3 separate regions of the Sus scrofa genome follow, and all the other regions are linked to region 3. A link is a contact called in public Hi-C data. All regions are on one chromosome and are shown on one strand. The core of a region is the stretch at or near the end of the contact, and the rest is flanking DNA. Distances in the headings are between cores, read along the strand shown.

Region 1 (4,306 bases), core at 1,686-4,185, 79 kb before region 3:
ATATATTTTTTTAAAAATTTACTGAGGTATTTCTCTGTAATTTCATATACTATGATTTTTGTTAAGTTTTTTATTTTTCCTTTATGAATGCTTAAAAACAAATCCACCATAGGTTAAAAGATACCTTTTTTGTCCCTAAAGCATATTATATTAATTATTTGTGTGAAATTAACATTTAATTCACTTATTTTACTAAAGTAATAGTATTAATAGTGTTGTTAGTGTAAGATTATACTTATTTTTGATAGTTTCATCTTTTGTAAGCCAGTCCTAAAAATCCTATCATCAAATTGGATTCACATATTAGAAGTCTTACTTAGAAATCTAGCTTCAGTAATATTTTCAAAGATAGATCCAATCAGAAGGAACAGGTTAACCTAGGAGAGATTTAGGAGTCTGTATGATTCCGTAGGTCCTTCTTTTCTGCATCAGCCATATACTTTTTGGCCCAGAGTAGATGAGATCTTTAACTGAGGAAGTTTAGTTATTACCCAATAGCAGACAGCATTCAGTTTTGAAACTTACCAATTCTATACCCCAAGGTTGTATAGCTTACATGGTATTTTCCAGTGTTCGTGCCTCATAAATTCATAGATTCCGGATTTGTTTACTGTAAGCATCCTTAACAGGGGGACATCCTGCTAAGAACATTCTTCAAATAAGGACTTTCCTCCTAACAAAAGTTATTAGCATATTTACCAAGAGAAGCCATTATTAGTGTATTAACAAGTACATTAAACTTCTGCCTGAGTTTCTTCCTGGTAAAGGAAGTGAATAGATCCCAGCACAGCTGTTTTAATTCTTCCCTGATACGTAATAGCATGCCTTTTGGCATTTTTTAGAAATTTTAGTGTATTTCCCTCCAACTTTTTAGAAAATACTTTGAATCTTTAATAATAATAATTATACATTGTGTCACATCCATGTTCCTCCCTTTACTGGTAATGCTTAGTTTCAATCACTTGGTTTAGACATTGTGTGCCAGATTCCTCCTTTTTTTAAAGGTACTTTTTTTCTGTTTGCATTTGTTAGGTAATTTGTGAGATGATAACTTTGAGGTTATGTGAATATCCTATGGTCTTTTTACCCAGTGACTGATGTTCTATGGGTAAATCAGTTAACACCTATTGTTTCTTTGTCTATGCTGGGATTTTTTATTTCTCTGATAAGATTTTAATTCATTGAGTGGAATTTTTTTTTTTTTAAACGTCAAGGAGAGTGATAATAGTCATTTTTGCCTGAGGAGAAGAAAAATGTTTCCTTTTCTTGGATCTTTATGTGCTGGGTGGTTTTGACTTGTATCCTGGATGTTATGAAAAATATGTAGTTAGAGATTCTGGGTCTGGTTATTCTTCTCAAACAAATGGCAGTTTTATCAGTTAACTTTTGGAATCGGCTTTAGTTTCAAAGATGTTTCTTAGATAGCACCTATAGCTTTAGTTCAGATCATTTGTCTATTAGTTTGAATCCGTTTCTTACATGCATTGTTCAGGCTTATGGATCCCTTGTGTGCTTCTTTCTCTTCTGGGTTTCCCCTGCTCTGTAGTGGATAACGTACCCAAACCTCACTGTTGCACATGCTCCTTGGCCTGTCTTCCTGAACCATGCACCCTGCAGTTTTCAGTTACTCTCTGAAAAGATGGTGACTTAACTGTATAGCTTCACATCTTTACTCCCAGTTTGCTTAGAGTCCCTATCAGAGCCTATCTTCTTCCATTTACTCTCCTTTATCTTTAAGTAGGTTTTTGGTAATATGTGCAGGTTTTATGTTCTGCTTTATTTTGTTTGAGGGGAGGAAGAAGCATGGTTGATCATATTATCTGTTAGTACCTTAATCTGTCATACCAGAAATGAAAGTAGCCAAAGTTAAAAGTAACTGTAAATAGCTAAAAAAGAGGCTGAATACCCCAAGACACTGTAAATTTAGGTCTTAGGGAGATGGAATAAATACAGGAGGCTTGTAGCCACTGAAGTAGAAAGAAAATCAGGAGAATATGGTATCTAGGAAACCTAGTAAAGAGACTGTTTCAAGAGAACAGAGTGATGAACTAGGTATCTATATTGATGTTGTTCTTATTTTCAAAATTAGCAATATTATTTTCAAAGTGTGAGTTCATTTATTAGATCATAATTATTGATGAAATTTTCAAGGAGTACTACCTCCGTGGTCTAGTATACTTTGCAGGACTCTGCTGATAGAACCAGAATGGGTTTTGTTCTTGCTTATGTGATCCTAAACATACCTTCTCTCCTTCGTCCCCTTCCCCATCCTGTTTCTTTCTGTAAAAAGAAATCTCAAATTGTTCAATTGTTTCCACATTCATATTTTCTTCCTATATGTCTAAAACCTGAATGTCACAAGCAATGGTCCAGGTATGGAAGAGGTATCTATAATGTTTCTCTCTTTGTTTACCTCCCCATATTCCTTGAGCATACCCACATTATGACCTTTTATAGCTACAGGATCAGCACTGTTCCCTCTTAAGTCTCTTTTATAAATCTGACTTGTAATTTAGATTATTTTTCTCTAATGCATTGTAGAAATCAAGTAAATAATTTCTTGAAACCTTTAGGGTGCTTTAAAGATCCTCAGTAAAAACTTTCAACTTAGGATAGTATGTTTTTGTTTGTTGTTTTTAAGGTTAATTATTGGAAACAGGAATGAATAGACCCTTCATTTTATAGTCAGCTTAGCCAGTGTTCCCTAAGACCATTTAACTTTTAATTTAATTCCTTTAAAGGGAGAACGTTTATTGCTTCTGAAGGCAGAGCAAGATGCTCTGATTTAATATACTTTTGTACTCAACTTGTGACATTTGAAATGATAAACAGAAGTCATAATGGTGTTTTAAAAGATCAGAATATACTGCTCTCTTACTCACATGCAACGTTTAGAAACAGATCATCACATTGGAATTCTAGTTTGCTTTCCTGGCTTGTGGTTTCTACAGCTTTAAGCCAGTATTTTGAATAGTTCATACTCTTGAAATCCTGAGCAGTGTTACATTTTTCACATGCAGGGGTCATGATTTTCACTGTAAGCTCTATTGCTAAGGAGATACTATATCAAGTCTGTGGTGATCCTAAAATAGTTTTGTCTTTTAAATAAGAGCAGTTGTAGCAAATAAAAGTGGTATCTGCTTTTGAACCTTCTTAGTTTCTATTTGAAAACAAAGGAAAAATTACAAGTCCTTGTAGTGCTATTACCATTTACTTAGTCATTATATACACATAATTTTAAAATAAAGAACTGACTTTGGAATTGCTTCAGTCGAGATAAGCCTAGTTCTAAGGCTACTAAGTGTATAAACAGAATTTAAGGGTAGGAAGGAAGGAGTATCACATGATCTTTTTTAAAAAATAATTTTTTTTTTAACTTTGTTTTGTTTTGATTTTTTTTTTTTTTAAGTTTTGTAACTTTGGAAATTTGAACTTACAACCTTGGCAGACCATTTCTACTAACTGTGAAAGTATCCAAAGCCCTTTTCAACTATTAATTTTAAAAAATTTGGACAACCAATACTACTATCATAATTCTGGTATGGAATAATGTGGTGATTGAGAAAAGAGGCAAATATTACAACATATTTTTTTGGAACACACAGTGGGAGACAAAGAGCCGTAGAGAGAAGCAGCAATAAGAATAGTAAATAACTTTTTTTAATGGATTTTCTTTTTATTCAACTGGAATATCACATGAATTTTGGATTAAATGAAGACAAATTATGTTTAATCACTTAAACTCCTTAATTTGAACATATATTTTACTTTGCTAGATTTCTTTTGTAATGGAAACTCTGTTCTTTTTTCCGTTTTATTAGAGTAACTAATGTTAATGTTTTGCTACTCAAAGAATTAATATTTTGTGATAACAAGATAAACTCAGCAATGTTCTATTTTCTCCTTGACTATGAAGAGTTTTATTTTTTTCTCTACCTGCTATTAAATTATGTAAACTATCTAGCTTTCTAAAAAATAAAAATAATCCCAAGGGAAGTGGCTGCTCCAATTAAAAATGCCTTTTTAGCAGTCTACAATGAACATGTATAGTTCTCTTTCATTCTCCCCTTTCCTATATAAAAATTAAACCCTTTGCAGGGCATATTAATTTTATATATGGGTGAGGTAGGGAGATAAATTCTCACTTTTTATTTCTTGATTTCTGTTGAAACTCAATATATTGAAATAGAACTTAAGAGTTTTAGTTGTAGTTAATCAGTAATAGTTATTCTCTTCATCACAATGTAGGATAGCATCTTCATTTATTAATGATCATACATTTTCTAAGACCCATAAAATTTGCAAC
Region 2 (3,763 bases), core at 194-2,693, 99 kb before region 3:
AGGTGTTAATCCGACGGTGCCCACATTATACCTTAAACTAAAATAACACAAATCCAAACATAAGACTGAATTACTGTAAATTGAGTACAGACTCATGAGCCAAGAGCAAAAGCTCTGAGTAGGACAGTCTTCTTTGATAGAGGCTCAGAAGCGGACCTAGCTTAAATTTTCTTTCTCCACAGTCGTGAAATTCTTAATAAGTTTATCCATGAATCTGAGTTCTGTAAGTGAAATCCAGTGGGACAATGGAATATTTGTCAAAAGCTTAGTCTCAGGTCAAGTGTGGCTTTTCCTGCCACATACTCCCACTTAGGTTCTCTGGATTCCACTTCCCTTTCTCTGCCCAGCAACTGCTACCACCTTGGTGCAGTACAGGAACCCTTCCCTGAGTCCTGGAGCAGGGGTCCCAGGCACCTGTGAGGATCTGCAGTAGCCCCATAGCATCCCTTTTCTTGAGGGAGCACCACATTAACTACCAAATAAAAAGCACAATACAGGTCAAAAGACACCATGTAAAAAAGAAGAAACTTTTTCCTACTTTATGAACGTCGGGGGTCCTGCATTTTCTTTTCTCACTGGGCCCCAGAAATTATGTAACCGGCCTTGGAATCCTGTGTCAGTGGTCGGCTCAGCTGGGCAACTCTGGGCAAGACACTTGGCTTCTTAAGTCAGTTTCCACATCTGTAAAATAACAGTTCCTATCTCATTGGATTTCTTGACTATTTTGGAGATTGATGCTAAGTTTGTCCCAGCATTTGATCCATTTTAACGCTCAATATTACTGGGCGTTAACTATTAATACGCTACCTACTTCAGATCCACTCCCTCAAGTTTTCTCTACACCCAGGCTAATGTAATACTTTTAAACAGCCATTTTCACAGGCAGTGGCAAATGTTCATCCTGGTTTTGCTCTACACGTTCATTATCTAAATTTACCTAAATTATCTAAACGTTATTATCTAATAATCTCCTTACAGTGTGCAGAAAGAAATGTCTACGCCTGAGCTATAAAGTAAGACTGAAACATTGCTAAATCTAAATCTTCACAAACGCTAGACAAAACTTCGGAGCTAAATTGGTCGTTCAAGTGATCCTTTCAAAAAACGTTCATTCTCACAGGGACACAAAAAACAAGGTCTTTACAAAGCTGCGCCCAGTCTACAAACGAATGTAATAAAGCCAGTATCTTGAAAAACTTCTAAACAAGGTAATAGCTTGCGAAATGCCCCCTCCGCCACCCGCCCCTGCGGGGGTTTCCGCAAGAACGCGCAAATCAGGCGCGGAGCTCTCGGCGCAGGAAGTTGTTCTCCGTCACTTCCTTTCTTCCCCTCCGCGTCTGCGTACCTTCTGCGCGTGCGTCGGCTCGAGTGAAAGGTGGATGAATTTTGAGCCAATGAGGCCGCCGTTGAGGGGTTGGCGACGCAGCCGCGTTCGAGTGGATACAGTTCACGTGCGGGCAGCTCGAGCCTCCTCTCGGAGCTACTATGGTCAGCCAGGGACTTTGAACCTCAATAACGAGGTGAGCACCGTGGTCTGGGAACCTGTGGGGCTGACCTTTAGGGCTCTTTTTTGAAAGGCCTGGGGCGAAGCGGGGAGTCCCTGGCGAATTTTGCAGAACTTGTAGCATGTCAGCTGTAACTCCTTCATGGTATCTAGGTGACCGAAGCGTCTCTGGCCCTCATTCCCCATGAATTTTTATCTGTGGGACTTTGGGAAGATCATTTAATCTATATTCAGTGTCTTATCTGTCAAACGAAGCTCCTGACAGAACCTCCCTCACAAGGCTCTGGTGAGAATTAAAGTAACTGGAATGTATAAAGTGTTTGCAAAGTGCCTGATAATAAGCTCCGATACATATGACCTGCCTTTTGTTGACTGCAAAAAATGAAAGGGAGAGATTGAGACCTTATGCCTAGAAATTGCTGATCTTGAACGAGACCGTACGGTTTATAAGGATGTACGCTCCCTCAGTACTTCTTTTTCAGGTACTGTCACATTTCTCTGCTCCCAATCACAGCAAAACTTTAATACTTACTGTCCTCAAATTTATTTCTCTCTGAAATCCAGTCTGATCAGACATTTGTCCTCATCACCTCCACGTTTCGTCATGTCTCATTTCCAGTTTCTGCTTCTATTCTAGGAAGTCATCAGAGATTTAAGGTAACCTGGAAAAGCAAGGATTAAATGAGGACCTCACAGCTGTAGCAAAGGAAGTTCTCGTCCTTTTTATTCATTGCATATATGTGTCTGCTATGAGCAAGACACTACATATTACACAGTTGTGGAAGACAGACGGTTTTTAAGAAACCTATACTCAGGTAGGGAAGGGAAAACACCATCCACCATGCTATAGAATAATACCCAGAAAGAAAAACAAAGTTATTTAGGCAAAAAAAGAAAAGTTTCCAAAGAAGGCAAAATGAAATGAGTTATATTTATTCTTGGCCTTTAAGGATCTTACACAGTATTGAATCCAGTGGTTCAAATAGAGGGAAGAAGGCGTTTCTAGCCAGAGGAAACAGTATAAACAGGAAGGGATGGTAGTAGAAAGTGTTTTGGATAATATGAGTAGAAAACTCTACACTGATGAGAACTTGTGGGTGAAGTAGGAAATAAAGCTGAAATATATTACTGCTTTACTGCTGCATTAAGAAGCCTGGATTTCACTTGGCAGTAAAGAACAGGATGTATTAAAGAGGGGTACTCTGAAGGCATTCTCTTTACATTGATAAATATACATTAAGCTCTTTCTAGTTCCAGAAAACATTGCTGGTCTTTTTTCCGGTAGATCGCCTGTGAGATATAAAAGACCTTAATTGGAGTGTTGTCCTTGGAAATTTCCTGGAAATACTAGTGAGCTTCCTGTTTAATTCTGAAATTACACTGAGAAGAGTGTACCCTTTACCCTACTCTTCATTTAGGGCTCTCACTTTTTCCACTTAGCTAGTTTCCAGGCCTCTTCACAACAGTTAAAATTATTAATTCAGTTCATTCTGGGGTAAGTGTGTGTTCTTTATACAACCAAGGTGTTTTCTACTCTGAAAACATTTGCTTACCTGTTTCTTTTTTGTGTTTGTCTATCACCTGCAGCATATATGCTCTATAAGTGTTTGCTGGATGATTAAATAAACTTATCAGGTTAGGAAGTTTATACATCCCACGCTTAAGTAAATCGTATATGTTCTAATCTGAAGAAGGGGAAAAAAGACAGAAAAAAAGTGGCAATAATGAAAGAATGGTGTAATAATTTAAAATTAATGGGAGATGGGAGTTCCCGTTGTGGCTTAGCAGGATACAAACCCAAATTAGTATCCATGAGGATGTGGGTTCTATCCCTGGCCTGGCTCAGTGGGTTAAGGATCCAATGTTGCCGTGAGCTATGGAGCAGGCCAAAGACCCAACTCAGATCCCCCGTAACTGTGGCTGTGGTGTAGGCCAGCAGCTGCAGCTCCAATTTGATTTGACCCTTAGCCTGGGAACTTCCATATTGAAAAACAAAGGGGAAAAAAGGGACAAACACTTAGAAAAAATAGAGCAAATATGACAGACAAATTGCTAATGTTATTACTGTAAAATAGCTCACAGAAATTAAGAAAAATCACTTCATAGGAAATTGATAAGAGAAATGAATTAACTTATTTAAGAAAGAAATATATCTGAAAAAGAGTTCAAATTAACTTTTATTTTAGATACCTTTCCATTATTTTTCCATCTCACCGCTGTCCTAGTCTAAATTTTATTCCTCAGCAGAACTGCTATCCT
Region 3 (4,024 bases), core at 932-3,431:
TGGCCTCTTTCAGTGAGGATCTAGCGTTACTGTGAGCTGTGGTGTAGGTCACAGACATGGCTTAGATCCCGAGTTGCTGTTGCTGTGGCGTAGGCCAGTGGCTACAGCTCCCATTAGACCCCTAGCCAGAGAATGTCCGTATGCCACAGTTGTGGCCCTAAAAAAAAAGGAAAAAAAAAGTCTTAATAAACACTTTAATAACTATCTTTAAGACAGTGACATTATTGTAGTAATAATATCATAGGGAGTGCAGTGGTATGATTAATGCAAGATTTCCAAGAATGAAAATGATGAGCTTGGATTTCTTCTCTTCTTTTAGACTGACAGGAGTCAAAGTAGAAGAAATTCACAAAATAAACAAACATTACTGTTTTTTGCTAATGTATTTTGTGTGAATTTATATATTCAGATACTACTGGTGACCTTATTTTATATTTTTAAAAAATTCTTTGCATCCTATCCAAACATCATTTGCTCCCTCTGCTGGTTTCCAAGCAGCAAACTCAGAGAATTCCATTCCCCAAATTGCTAAGATTTTATTTTAGGACTAATGCAAAAACAAAGCTCTTGCTCATGTTCTTATTCTGGCTGAAGTAATACCAAAACAACTAAGTTAATTGTGGCTTCAATCAAAAAAAAAGGAAACTGTAGCACCCAAAGAGGGGTGCCACGCTGGATCAGTGGCCCCAATCTTTCAAGGGGGCATTAACAAGCTCTTTCAGCACAATATTTTTCCATGTTATTGTGCACTAGTTTAATAGAACATTATTAGAAATAGCTCCAGAGTTTAAGGATCTTTGGGAAAATAGGAAACCCCCCTCACACACTTTTTTTTTTTAGGGGTTTGCTTCATCTCCCTGACTCGTGCCACTGTTTGAAAGACAGAACCCACAAAAGTCTTCAAAATTTTAACTCTCCATCCAGGTCAGCATGCTTAGGAGATAATGTTCTACTTCCCAGCGCGCATCCCATGTCCCAAATCTTGTCTGCACCGAAGAGTGGTCAGAACCAGGCACCTGAGCAGCGCCCCCAGAACCAAGACGGGGAGCTGGGCTGGGAGATCCCAGATGGTACCTGGCCAAGCAGTTTTCCTCCGCAGCGCATCTCAGGTTGTACATGGACATCTTCTGCACATACGTGGATGCCTGGATGTAGTAAGGGTCAGGCACCAGATCAGGAAGACCTAAAAGTTAGCAGGCAAAGCGCAAAGAGGTGAGACAACTTAGAGGCGCCCACCCTTGCCCCCTACTCCACGACCCTTACTCATCACCCTTCACCCATGGGGACTGCGGTGTCGGGTTTCGGGTAACAGAAGAATGGGGATGGCCTGGGCTGCAAAGTAAAGTGGAAAGGAAGCAGGAGGGGCCAGGCGCGCGGTTTGCACCAGATTCCAGGGCTGCCTCTGCAGGCGCTGGGGGAGGGATGGGATCTGCACGGACTGAGGCCTGCCGCGCCCAGGCAGCCACGTCGGGGAGCCACGGAGTTGGGGAAGGGGTGCGTGGGTTTTCTGGCGACTTGGGGGTGCTTACCGTACTGGAAGTAGCCTGTTCCATATCCGGGCCGATACCTGCTCCCAGGCCGGGGCCTTTCGTACGTGTCATAGTAGTTGTAATAAGGGTTGTCGTCGGAGTACTTGTAAGGATTGTACGGGTCATCGCCCACCATGCCGTCCACGTCCACGCGGCTGGGTGGCTGCAGATTACTGAGCGCTGGGAGCTCTCCAGGTGCCGTCTGGTTACCGGCACTCGAGGCCCCAGCGTCGCGAGCCCCAGACGTCGAATAGCCAGCTTGGAACCAATGGCGGGCTGCGGGCCTGGGGCGGCCGGCGACGGCTCCGGACGAGAGGGCGGTTCGCGCCCGCGCCGCAGCAGTGCGGTTGTTGCGGAGCAGCAGGATTGGCGTGCGCAGCTGCGGGGTGGTGGCGTTGGCTGCGCCTGGGGCGGTGGCGCCAGGGTCCCGTCGCCGCTGTGGCTGGTACTGTGAGCCCAGGCTCAGCAGGCTGAACACCTGCCCGTTGTTCTCCCATTGGATCTTCTGGCGCCAGGCGCCGGGAGCTGCCGGCGGCTCGCGAGGGGGCTGTTGCTGGCCAGTGGCCGGCGGGGCGCAGCGCACCGGTGCGCAGAGCTGCAGCAACCCGAGCAGAAGTGAGGTCCAGGCGAAGCGCATCGCTCCCTTTGCCGGATTGTCCCCGCTCCCGGAGGACGTAGCTCGGAGAAAAGGAAAACGAGGCTCAAATCACGTGAGGGAGGGAGAACTCTTCAACCACGGAGGCGGGCGGGTTGCGCGGGTATCTCAGTCCCTACCAAGCAATGCCAAGGGTGGGCTGCAGACCCTTCCCAGTAAAGGCGGCTGCTGGGACGTGGCACTCGCCTCTTTCCTCTTTCCCAGTTCTGGAAGGCGACGGGGAGCGGCGCGGCGGCCCCAGCGAACGGCAGTGTCTGGAGTGAAGGAAGGAGGAGAGATTTTAAACTTTCTGGCACATTTGCAAAGTTACACAAGCCGTTCTGGCCCAGCCGCCCCTCCGCTATTTGTTCACGTAATGCGATTGGAAACGTGCAAGGCGGACAGCTCCTCGCCTCTGCCCCTCCCTCCCCTCCCCGTCGTGTCCTCCTCCCCCCAGACACGTTGCACAGGGAACGTTAAGGGGAAAGAACAAAACGGAACACACATCCTGAGACACACTAGGCTTAATCTGGGGCGAACATGCAGGAATTTCAAAAGACTCAGACAGGCGAAGGCAGCCAGGCCATGGGGCGAAGCCAAAATATGCACGAAGAAAAATGCTATTAAGTCACCAGCCCGGGAGAGGCGGGAAGTCAGGAGGTGGGGAGGGTGCTGGGGGCGAGAGTCGGGGAGGGGGAAGCGGTGGGCGGAGGGACGATTGTGACTAACGTTTATCCATAAGGAGTTAACCAGACAGATTTCCCAATGCACACTCCTCGCTTTTATGGGAAGCGCCCTCAGCAAATAAGCCTCAAGATATCAAATTTTGTTTTTCTGTGTGTAGGTAATATGAGAAATGGGTTACAAATTTATTTCCTACAGTGAATATTTTAATAACCAAAAGTGAAATTTTACAAGGAACAAAGCCAACTAACACTGAAGCAGAGAATAAACCTGTGTCTTTTTAAAAATGCCGGCCTGATTTGTACTTTGAGTGGAAGTGAAGAACCCATCTTTCATTTCCAGTGTCTATCAGGAAGTTTGAGTAAAGAGAGCTAGAGTAAGCCTGTCTGTAGAACACTCAGAAAGGCAGTTTCAAATAAGCATTTCATCTGACTTTTTTTCTCTTTATATGTCTAATAAGGAAGTTTGACTTTGGATTTTTTTTTAAATCTTAAATCACCTTTTGCTAAATATTGAAAAGTCAGTAAAGAACCCTGATTTTTCATCCTGGTGTTTGATTGATCTTACAAACTGAACAAAGGGGTTGCTGAAGTAACAGCCTTGGGTTTCAGATTTTGGTAGAGAAGGGAATGGAGTAGTCAGAGGAGAATGGGTAGGAGGATGTGGGTAGGAAGTAGGTAATAACCACTGGAAAGAGATGCTTAATGGACCAGTTATTCATGTACCACTCAGGGTTTAGGCAGTGCTGGAAGCATTTCAAAGGAAAAAAAAAAAATTAACCGCTTGTTTCAAAACTAGACTCAGAACCAGTTCTTTTTAACCTTTTTATTGTTGTCATCGATTGGGCTATTGTATACTTCAATATTCACCTATCTGTTGGTCTCTGTCTATCCATATTTAACCACATTTTGGTTGACCTCTGCTGATTTGGTGGACCTCTGCACAGCACCTATTTCACTTTTTTTTTTTTTTCCTGGTTAGAACAAATGTATTTTCCTTTGGGAGACTTTTCCTTTTCCAGTTGCAAAAGTGGGACTAGCATTAAGGAGACTACCCCTACTTCAAGCAGTGGTCATGCAGAGATTCAAGTGTAACTAATAAAGCCGTCTCCTTAGAATTCAAATCTTGAGCAGAAGTACACAAAGGTCAGAAATGTTGGAGCCCACTCTTCCCTCTA

The links. A called contact is a pair of places that touch in the nucleus more often than the background predicts.
Region 1: a Hi-C map of embryonic fibroblasts shows a contact between it and region 3, with 1.5 times the contacts expected there. The contact joins the enhancer-like site here to the promoter of LOX in region 3. A contact is called at or near these places in 1 of 5 promoter capture datasets (fetal skeletal muscle), 10 of 47 Hi-C or Micro-C datasets (adipocytes, embryonic fibroblasts, epiblast stem cells and 5 more) and 1 of 2 datasets of contacts at active chromatin or transcription factors (skeletal muscle).
Region 2: a Hi-C map of embryonic fibroblasts shows a contact between it and region 3, with 4 times the contacts expected there. The contact joins the promoter of SRFBP1 here to the promoter of LOX in region 3. A contact is called at or near these places in 8 of 47 Hi-C or Micro-C datasets (embryonic fibroblasts, fibroblasts, heart right ventricle and 3 more) and 1 of 2 datasets of contacts at active chromatin or transcription factors (skeletal muscle).

Annotation. Positions count from the first base shown.
Region 1 is chr2:125,524,861-125,529,166 of Sscrofa11.1, forward strand. All of the region lies in intron 4 of SRFBP1 (serum response factor binding protein 1), which reads left to right. Among named protein-coding and RNA genes, the nearest start is that of SRFBP1, 19 kb to the left of the region's middle. Within about 2 kb of position 2,936, at least 17 of the 83 cell types and tissues checked have an H3K27ac peak or open chromatin away from gene starts, as enhancers often do. A contact at or near this core is called in embryonic fibroblasts, where this site is marked.
Region 2 is chr2:125,506,404-125,510,166 of Sscrofa11.1, forward strand. SRFBP1 (serum response factor binding protein 1) reads left to right here and starts at 1,444. Exons shown (of 10, transcript NM_001244566.1): 1 at 1,444-1,489; 2 at 1,492-1,520. The coding sequence starts at 1,486. It overlaps LOC102160311 (a long non-coding RNA gene), which reads right to left and starts at 1,316. Exons shown (of 5, transcript XR_002341867.1): 1 at 539-1,316.
Region 3 is chr2:125,604,845-125,608,868 of Sscrofa11.1, forward strand. It overlaps LOX (lysyl oxidase), which reads right to left and starts at 2,182. Exons shown (of 7, transcript NM_001206403.1): 1 at 1,530-2,182; 2 at 1,075-1,183. The coding sequence starts at 2,166. All of the region lies in intron 3 of LOC100525452 (zinc finger protein 474), which reads left to right.